Linked DNA regions of Sus scrofa: region 2 is linked to region 1. A link is a contact called in public Hi-C data. All regions are on one chromosome and are shown on one strand. The core of a region is the stretch at or near the end of the contact, and the rest is flanking DNA. Distances in the headings are between cores, read along the strand shown.

What was found. A called contact is a pair of places that touch in the nucleus more often than the background predicts.
Region 2: a contact with region 1 is called in a Hi-C map of adipose tissue, with 4 times the contacts expected there. The contact joins two enhancer-like sites. A contact is called at or near these places in 10 of 47 Hi-C or Micro-C datasets (adipose tissue, embryonic fibroblasts, fetal liver and 5 more) and 1 of 2 datasets of contacts at active chromatin or transcription factors (skeletal muscle).

The regions. Positions count from the first base shown.
Region 1 is chr7:29,206,009-29,210,302 of Sscrofa11.1, reverse strand. All of the region lies in intron 61 of DST (dystonin), which reads right to left. Among named protein-coding and RNA genes, the nearest start is that of COL21A1, 210 kb to the left of the region's middle. Within about 2 kb of position 1,857, at least 46 of the 83 cell types and tissues checked have an H3K27ac peak or open chromatin away from gene starts, as enhancers often do. A contact at or near this core is called in adipose tissue, where this site is marked.
Region 2 is chr7:29,360,807-29,365,100 of Sscrofa11.1, reverse strand. No RefSeq gene overlaps it. Among named protein-coding and RNA genes, the nearest start is that of COL21A1, 52 kb to the left of the region's middle. Within about 2 kb of position 2,215, at least 10 of the 83 cell types and tissues checked have an H3K27ac peak or open chromatin away from gene starts, as enhancers often do. A contact at or near this core is called in adipose tissue, where this site is marked.

The DNA of each region.
Region 1 (4,294 bases), core at 608-3,107:
TTGTTTGCATAATCCATAAAATTGGCTGGGACAAACATTCGCCACGACCGTCTGTGCTCTTTTTTTTCGGCCTGACAGCGGGCCCTGGGTACTCCTGTGCTTCGGATGATATCACTATTGAGTTTGAGGGCATCAAATATCATCTTTTCATCCAGTTTGTGAGCCTCGCGGCCTCTGAGCTCAAACGCACTGGAAGAAGCCAGGGCCCCATTGGAGCACAGAGAACTGACCTCCAGCGTCCGGTGGCTGTAGGGTAAAGTCCGGTCGGTGAAATGCCTGGAAGACAGGCTCCCTTTGGAACCAGAGTCGATCTGCTCGTTCAGCCTGACGGTGTCGTAGATGGAGCGCTGGGGGACGTAGCAGTCCTCGATGTTGAGGTCCTCCTCCTCCCCACCCTTCCCCACACAGGGGGGATTCTGACGTAAACAGTCTGGTCTGCTCAGCGGCTTCCCCATTTCCAAGGCAGTTAAGGCAAATGCTGCAGCTCTCGATCCAGAAAGGAGGCAGTAAGGCCACGCATCTTGCAGCAGAGCTCACGGCTTCTCCACGGGACCATCAAGGGTCTCCAGCCCAAAGGTGCACCCCGAATGACACACGTCTTAAGAGACGAAGCATTTAAGGCCATCAGCAGGGCACCAGTGGAAATGCAACCACCCCTCCACTGGTTGTTTGAGAAGGATTCTCAAAAATAAAGTGCATCAAGGACAGAGATCTGTCCTTCTCCTGCCCCACGCCCCCAAGTTCCCTTTCACACACTCCAGAACACAGAAAAAAGAAAACAAATACACACTTAACGGTGGTTCAAACACTCAGAACGTTCTTTTGTCAGTCCATTTCCCTTGTTATTCTAATTCTGCGTCTGAGAGTTCCAGATTAAAATTTCCAAAGGAGCGAGCATCTCGATGGGCTGAATGTTCATTTCAGCGGCCCTCTGGCAAACTGGAACCCGCTTAAAGATGGCTTGCAAAACTCCATCCCTTTTATAAATAAACCAAGGTTCAGAAACTTAAAAGACAAACCGCGGCAACCATGTACTGTTCAGATGAAGGCACAGAACAAGTCTTCGGAGAAAAATAAGTTAAGTCAAGCGCTGCAAGAAAGTTAAAATTTCCTTTTACTCTTTTTGGGAGTAGCTATAAATAATCTCAATCCAAAAGGCAGTTTTTCTTCCCATATTAAGCTTCTTCGAGGCTATTCCCAACTATCCAAAGGGAGGGAAAATAGACTTTTGGACGGCCAGGCCAGCACAATCCAGCAACGGTTTAAAGTAAACAGAAAGCATGGTGGACTCTGAACTCCCCTTTTTTCAAAAAAAAAAAAAAAAAAAATCCATTTTCGGAGAGTTTTATCTGATCCTCCTTAAGACGACTTGTTCCACCTGAGGCAACTGCAGCCGAGAAGAACTCGGGGCTTCTTCCAAGGCGCGGGCAGCAGCAAGGAGGCCGGGGCTCCTCTGGCCGGGCCGGCGTCCCCGAGCCCGCGCGCTCCCCGGGGCGCATCTGCTCCGCGCGCCCCTTGCCACAGGGCCGGGGCTCCCGCTCCGCTGCTACGCACTCCCCAGGCCGGGCTCTGCAGGCATGGCCCCGACTCTGGCCCCGGCCCGTGAGCCTTTCAGGGGGAGGTGCCCCGAGGCTGCGCGCCGGCGAGGCCACCGCCCGCCGGTGACATCAGCGCCAGCCAGACCCCTCCTGGAAGGGGGAGCAGGCGGCTGGGGCTGGGCTCGGCTTGCAGACCTGCTCACCGGGGAGGGGAGGGGAGAGGAGGGCCGCCGGGGAGGGGCCAGCGAGCAGGGGCGGAAGCGACCCACGAATAGGACTAGGAACCAGGGACGGGGACCAGAGCTAGATCTGGTCACTGGGGAAAGCACACCCCAGCACGCTCTGGCGTGGACTCTCAGTGTTTGCTATCTGGATGCACAGTGCGTCTCCCTTCATCTCCCTTCCAAGTGGAATGCAGTGTCCTTCTTCCCCAAGCCCAAGTTCAAGGCGAGTCCACGATCCTTAAGGGTGCCGCACACATGTGAATATTACTAATAACCATGCAGTCCCCGTGGGTATGGCCAGGCTCAGGCAAAGATCAAGAGCAGTTAAGCAACTCTGGGTATAAGGAAACAAAATCACATCCACAGATTTTTATCTACTCAACAAACAGCCTATTAAAAGACTGAAAATAAATCTGGCAAGCCAAATCTTAGCCTTTGGGGGAGGGAGGGGCATTCATAGTTTTATTAAAAATAAGATCAAATCTATCCATTCTTTACGAAATAAGTACCAATGCCAGAATAGAAGACAGCAGGCAGATTTTCTTGCCTCAGTCTCACAAGATAATCATTTGGACATAAGTAAAACTGCTGACCCGAAGTGAAGACAGTTCTAGTAAAAACCGCAGTTCTAGTAAAAACCGCCGTATACTTTCTCTGATGACTTTACAGGCAAGAGGAGGGGAGGAACTTTCGTACTGTTCATGGGAGAGATTATTCCCAAATGATTTTTATAAACCTAAGAACGGAATTTAAAAAAAAAATCTATCTCCAGACACAACTCTGTGGGTAACATACCCACTCAACAAATTATTGAATGCCCCTCAGTAGGTGGCCATGATTAAGTTGGAAAAAAATATGTATAGCCATCTCTAAGGGAAAAGATCCATAGCAATACGATTATGCTGTGGCTCTCACCACGTCAATGCCCACTTTTCATAGCCAAGAAGTACTTCAACAAGCCCTGGATCCTGTGGTGTCTGAGCACACAGGCTGTTCTGACCTGCAGACTATAAGACAAAGAAAAAACGTGCCTACAGTTATCACGTATGAATGGTCAGGCACTAGGCAGGAATTAGCAGAGACTAAAGACCTGCCTGCCAACCTCCACTATCTTGACAGGTAAGAAAGCTACTTATTCATAGCTATGGGCATAATAAAATTTCCATGGAATGGGCAGGAGGGTGTTCCTTGAAACATCCTGAGACCCTCACAGAACCTTTCACAGGGAAGAATAGCCCTCATTCAGCCCACCTTAGGCTCTAACTCTGGGTCCCTAGTTCTATTCCATTCTATTCTATGCCATGTCATGCCATGCCAGTAACCTCACCATTGAGGTGAAGAGTACACCTGTAAAACTGCACAGATAATTCATTCATAAGTTCAACCGTCCATCACACAGGGCTCACTACCTGCCCACTGGCACGGTGAGCCCTCGCCGGTGTAGAGAGAGGCAGCGCCTCCTCTCCTGCACAACGTCAAGTGGAGAAGACGGAGCAGAGGGTGGGTGCAGTACGGCTGGGAAGCAGGAAGTGCCCTGGGAAAATGCCCTGTAAGGATGTGCCATGATTAAATTGCTGTGGGCCTATTTTATTAAACAGATTTCAACTAACACTACCAGTGATGATCCCAACAGATTCTGATTTGAGGTGGAATGTGTACTATTAATGCCCTATTGGTGTTTATGGCAGCAACTTGTATATTTATCTTGTTACCCAGAATCAGATTCCAAAGACCTCTCTGGATGACAGAAAAGAACTCGTACGCAGGGCAGAACTGGACTGGTTTATCTTTTCTTCCTAAATTTGGTTTATTTGACTACTTGAAATGCCTCCGTCTTTAGACGTTTTAGTCCAGGGACTATTATTTACAAATAGGGGGAAAAATGCTCCAAATGGTTGAAAAACGAGGGTAAACTAACGCAGAAGGTGGCACCAACCTCTTTTCAGAAACTTGGGACAGCTTTCACTGACTCAGGCCTTGGGCTCAGAAGAGCATTTGTTTTCAATCATGATGTTTGGGTTGGGATTAAACAGGAATTAATTGTATCCTTTCCAGGATGCTGACTGCTATGTCTTAGGTTAAGTTTTAGGGGGAAAATGAGGGGCACTCAAGCGGTCTGTCTCACCTAGTTATTTAAACTGGGTAATGGATGATTTAAATCCATTAAGCTCCCCCTCCTGAGTATAAGGCACCCCCTACCGAGTAACTGGATAATAGCTCTGAAGCTTCAGAACTGCTCTGAAAAAACTGATCCATGGCATGAGGTTAAAGCCACCAGACAGAGAGCAATGTCACATTGCATTAGTCAACAATGAAAGTTCAAAGTCAACAATGAAAACAGAGCCAGCCCTCCAGAGCTTTTCTCTTTCATTTTGGGAAGCTATGCAAGAGCCAGCAACGGGTTTCTTACTCAATACTAATTAGTCCACTTTGGGAACACTGTTTTAACAATGTTTAAATCTTCCTAAAACATCATGTCAAAACTCTCATTCCACCCAAGCGTTCATGCCGAGAAAAATGAGATTAAGGCCT
Region 2 (4,294 bases), core at 966-3,465, 150 kb before region 1:
AGGAACTCTGAACACTGGAATTCTTAACAGCAACCTCTACCTTCTTCCACTCTTATTTAATATTTACATGAGACTGTTGAATTTAAATGTTAACCAGGAGTTCCCGTCCTGGCTCAGTGGTAATGAATCCAACTAGTATCCATGAGGACTCAGATTTGATCCGTGGTCTCGCTCAGTGGGTTAAGGATCCAGTGCTGCTAAGAGCTGTGGTGTAGGTTGCAGACGGGGCTCAGATCCCTCACGGCTGAGTCTGAGGCTGGCAGCTGTAGCTCCGATTCAACTCCTGGGAACTTGCTTATGCCTCGAGGGCGGCCCTGAAAAACAAAAAAGAAAAAAAAGTTAGTGTTTGCTCATCACGTGATTGGACAGGTAGTTCGCTTTGCTGACTCTCAGGTTCCTACAGTGTGAAAAAGAGGCTTAGACTAAACTACGTTTTTTAAAAGCAGAGCCAGAGTCACGTCCGTGTCCTGAGTGTTTTAGGGGTGATGGTCTTTCTCACACATCAATAACCAGGAGTATTAATCATGATTTTGTTTGCAGGGCACACAATTATTTGCTTAACTCTCTTTTTAACATGACAAAGACTATTTGAAAACAAGTCTAAAGCTGTAAAAAAGCTAAATGCTCAACAGTAGGAAACTTTCCCCATTTTTCTAATACATTCAGTGGACGACCAGGAGTCCCTTTGAAAGAATGTCCACCATCCAACACTCGGGAATATGTTCATGCGAGGTTGTTGCAGGGAGAAAAAGAAGCTGCCAAGCAGAATGACGACACTGGTGTTTCAAATAAATAATGACATTTCAGTGCTGACAGCGTTCATCTCTGGTTGGTGGGGTCATTTTAAATGAAGACCAAAACAGAAAAAGACAAATACCATATGATACCACTTATATGTGGAATCTAAAATTTTTGACACAAACGCACCTGTCTACAAAACAGAAACAGACTCATAGACATGGAGAACAGACTAGTGGTTGCCAAGGAGGAGGGGGTGGAGGAGGGATGGACAGGGAGTTTGGGGTTAACAGATGCAAAGCGTTAGATACCGAGAATGCGTAAACAACAGTGTCCTACTGTATAGCACGGGGAACTCTATTCAGTATCTTATAATAAATCACATTGGAAAAGAATATGAAAAAGAATATATATCTATGTATAACGAAGTCGCTTTGCTGTACAGCAAAAATTAATACAACATTGTAAGTCAACTTATACTTCAATAAAATTTTTAAAAATTAGGGGAGTTGCTGTCATGGCTCAGCAGAAACGAATCTGACTAGGAACCATGAGGTTGTGGGTTCTAGCCCTGGCCTTGCTCAGTGGGTTAAGAATCCGGCATTGCCATGAGCTGTGGTGTAGGTCGTAGATGTGGCTGGGATCCTGTGTTGCTGTGGCTGTGGTGTAGGCTGGCGGCTATAGCTCTGATTCCACCCCTAGCCTGGGAACCTCCATATGCCATGGGTGCAGCCCTAAAATGACAGAAAAAAAAAAATTAAAGATTAAAAAATAGAAAGGATAGGAGTTCCCATCGTGGCTCAGTGGTAAACGAATCCGACTAGGAACCATGAGGTTGAGGGTTCCATCCCTGGCCTTGCTCAGTGGGTTAAGGATCCGGCATTGCCATGAGCTGTGGTGTAGGTTGCAGACATGGCTCGGATCCTGCGTTGCTGTGGCTCTGGCGTAGGCCGGTGGCTACAGCTCCGATTGGACCCCTAGCCTGGGAACCTCCATGTGCCATGGGTGCAGCCCTAAAATGACAGAAAAAAAAACAATTTAAAGATTAAAAAATAGAAAGGATGAACAGCAAGGTCCCATGTATAGCACAGAAAACCATATTCACTGTCCTGAGCTGAACCCTGGTGGAGACGGATACAAAAAAGAATGTATATGTACATGTAACTGAGCCACTTGGCTGTGTAGCAGAAACTAACACAACACTGTACGTCGACTACACTTCAAGAAAAAAGTAAATTAAGAACCAAAGGCTAAAGCACAAAAATAAAAAATCTAACAGCAGTCTCTGATCTGTGGGAGTGGGGGTGGGGATCATGCCTTTGGTGGGGGGGCCTTTGCCACAACCTAGACACCGAGAGCTCGGGGGTCTCTTTCTGAAACCCCCCCCAAGCCCAGCTCTAGTGAAGCAGAGCCAGGAAGTGAAGCCGGGCCCCTGCGGTTCCCCCAGGGGCCTGAGCACTGCATTCAAGCGGAGTCACCTTTTCCTTTGGCCGCCTTCCTGGTCGCCTGGCGGATATGAATCAGGTCTCCAGGTCAACGGGATGAGCAGTTTCCCCTGGAAACCCTCCCACCCGGCCCCCTGCCCCGGCCCCCACCCCATGCCCGAGCAGAGGCCCTTCTGACTTCACCGGATGACCAAACGCGGGTGAGAGAGGCCAACAGCCACACGAGAAAGATACAGTCTCACGAATGAAAAAGAAAAAAGCATCTAAGTGGTGATCTCAGTTTTTTTTTTTTAAACTTGGATATCGGTAAGAACACATCATTGAAATTCACTAAAATGTTAGTCATGAGTCTCTCTGTGGGATTCCAAGCGCCTTAAACATTTTTATTTTTGCTTATCCCTGTTTTCTAAATTTTCTACAATAAATAGGCATGATTTTATAAGCTGAGCCTGCCTTCCCTAAACGAATACGTGAACACATGCTTTGCAAGACCCTTGACCTTCTGGGGACCAGGCTTAGGCCTCTTGGTTCTGAGTCAGTGTCCCGGGCAGGAGAGGCGCCAGGTGGTGCAGACACAATAGGTGTCACCTGGTCACTTGCGCCTCATCCTCCTCATCTATTTTAATGCTCAAAGCTGTGTGAGGTGGGTTTTTTCACCTTCATCTTACTGATCCCAAAACCAAGGCCTTTGGCAGGTGTCACTCACTGACCAATGTTAGAAGCTTAGGTTCAAAGTTTGGGGCTTGATTGGAGGTGGCCTCTATCGCATCACAGGTCATTGTGGGGGCAGTTGTGAGGCTGATCACCTGTGGCTCTACCAGTTGGTTGTGTGTTTCAGGAGACTCGCTTCAGATGGAGGTAAGAGGATCTGAGGAGGCGCTGACGTGGGTCCGAGAGGTAGACATCAGGCAGTATTTCTCAGTCCGTGCTCACCTGGGGCATCCAGGTGAGGCAGTCCTTCCTGGGTGGGTCTGTCTACACCTTTCAGGGTGGGCAGCATCCTTGAACCATGTCTACTAAATAGGGCTCCCCCCACCCTATTTCCAGACACCCAGGGGCAATGATGACTTCCCCGGATGAGAGCTACTTCGGGATCCGAGAGGCTCTGCTGTGAAAGGTGACACTCAGAACAGCAATTAGATCAAAGGGCAGATAATGACTGGACAGGGCAGGGACCGGTGAAATGGACTGACCGGTGCTCACTAGGAGCTGCACATCTGCTCAGGCTGATGGGATCCCTGAGCTTTCCCGCAGTCAGCGGCCTAGACCAATGCTTTATTGAGCATCATGAGGCTTATGATTTCATGGGGATGGAAAAAGCAAACCTCTACCTCTGGGCCGCAGCGCGTGTCCCTCCCCCCTCCCTTGAGGTGGCGATGACGAGCCCTTTCGTATCTCAGACCCTCGGGAAGGTCAAATCCTTCCTGACTGGCAATGGGAGCCACCCAGGCAGTACTCATGGGCCCAGCAGCTGTGGCCGCGTCAGGTGCTGGAAATGAGAAAATCTAGGTAGGGCCCTTTCAGAAAGGAGGCAGGCAGCATCAGCAGCCTCGGTCACGCCTCCATCTCCATGGAAACGAGAAGTTTCTTTTAAGTTTCTTTTACGAGCACACAGGGCCTTTGCCCAGATTCCATTTTCACGCGCTGTTTTCTCCTGGAGGTGGTTAAGAAATGAACAACGTTCCCGTTTGCCCAGCAGGAGAGGGGATGGCGTGCTGAGACCCTGTGGGGAGACCCCCTCCCCTAAATCCACAGCAAACCCAGGGAATCACAGGGCGGCTGGGGGAGGGCTTTGCTCCCCACTGCTTTCCCGCCCCGCACTGCGGGCTCTCAGAACCCAGAGCTGGGTGCCGCTTGCTTTATCCTGGGTGGCTTTGGAGCTGCCGTTTGCTTTTCCCTGAGTAAAGATAACTCGGCAAAAGCAGCTCTGATCTTAGTCTCCCCAGCTTGCTAGGTGTTATCTCTCTCTTTCAAGAGCCCAGGGGGAAAGGAAAAAAGATTCAGGAATTCAAGCTGTCTGCTCTGTCCTGCTCAGGCACAGTCGCCCGCTTTGGCGATGGCTGGGCACATTCTCAGGCTCATCCAAGAGGGACTACACCGGTTTCAAGAAA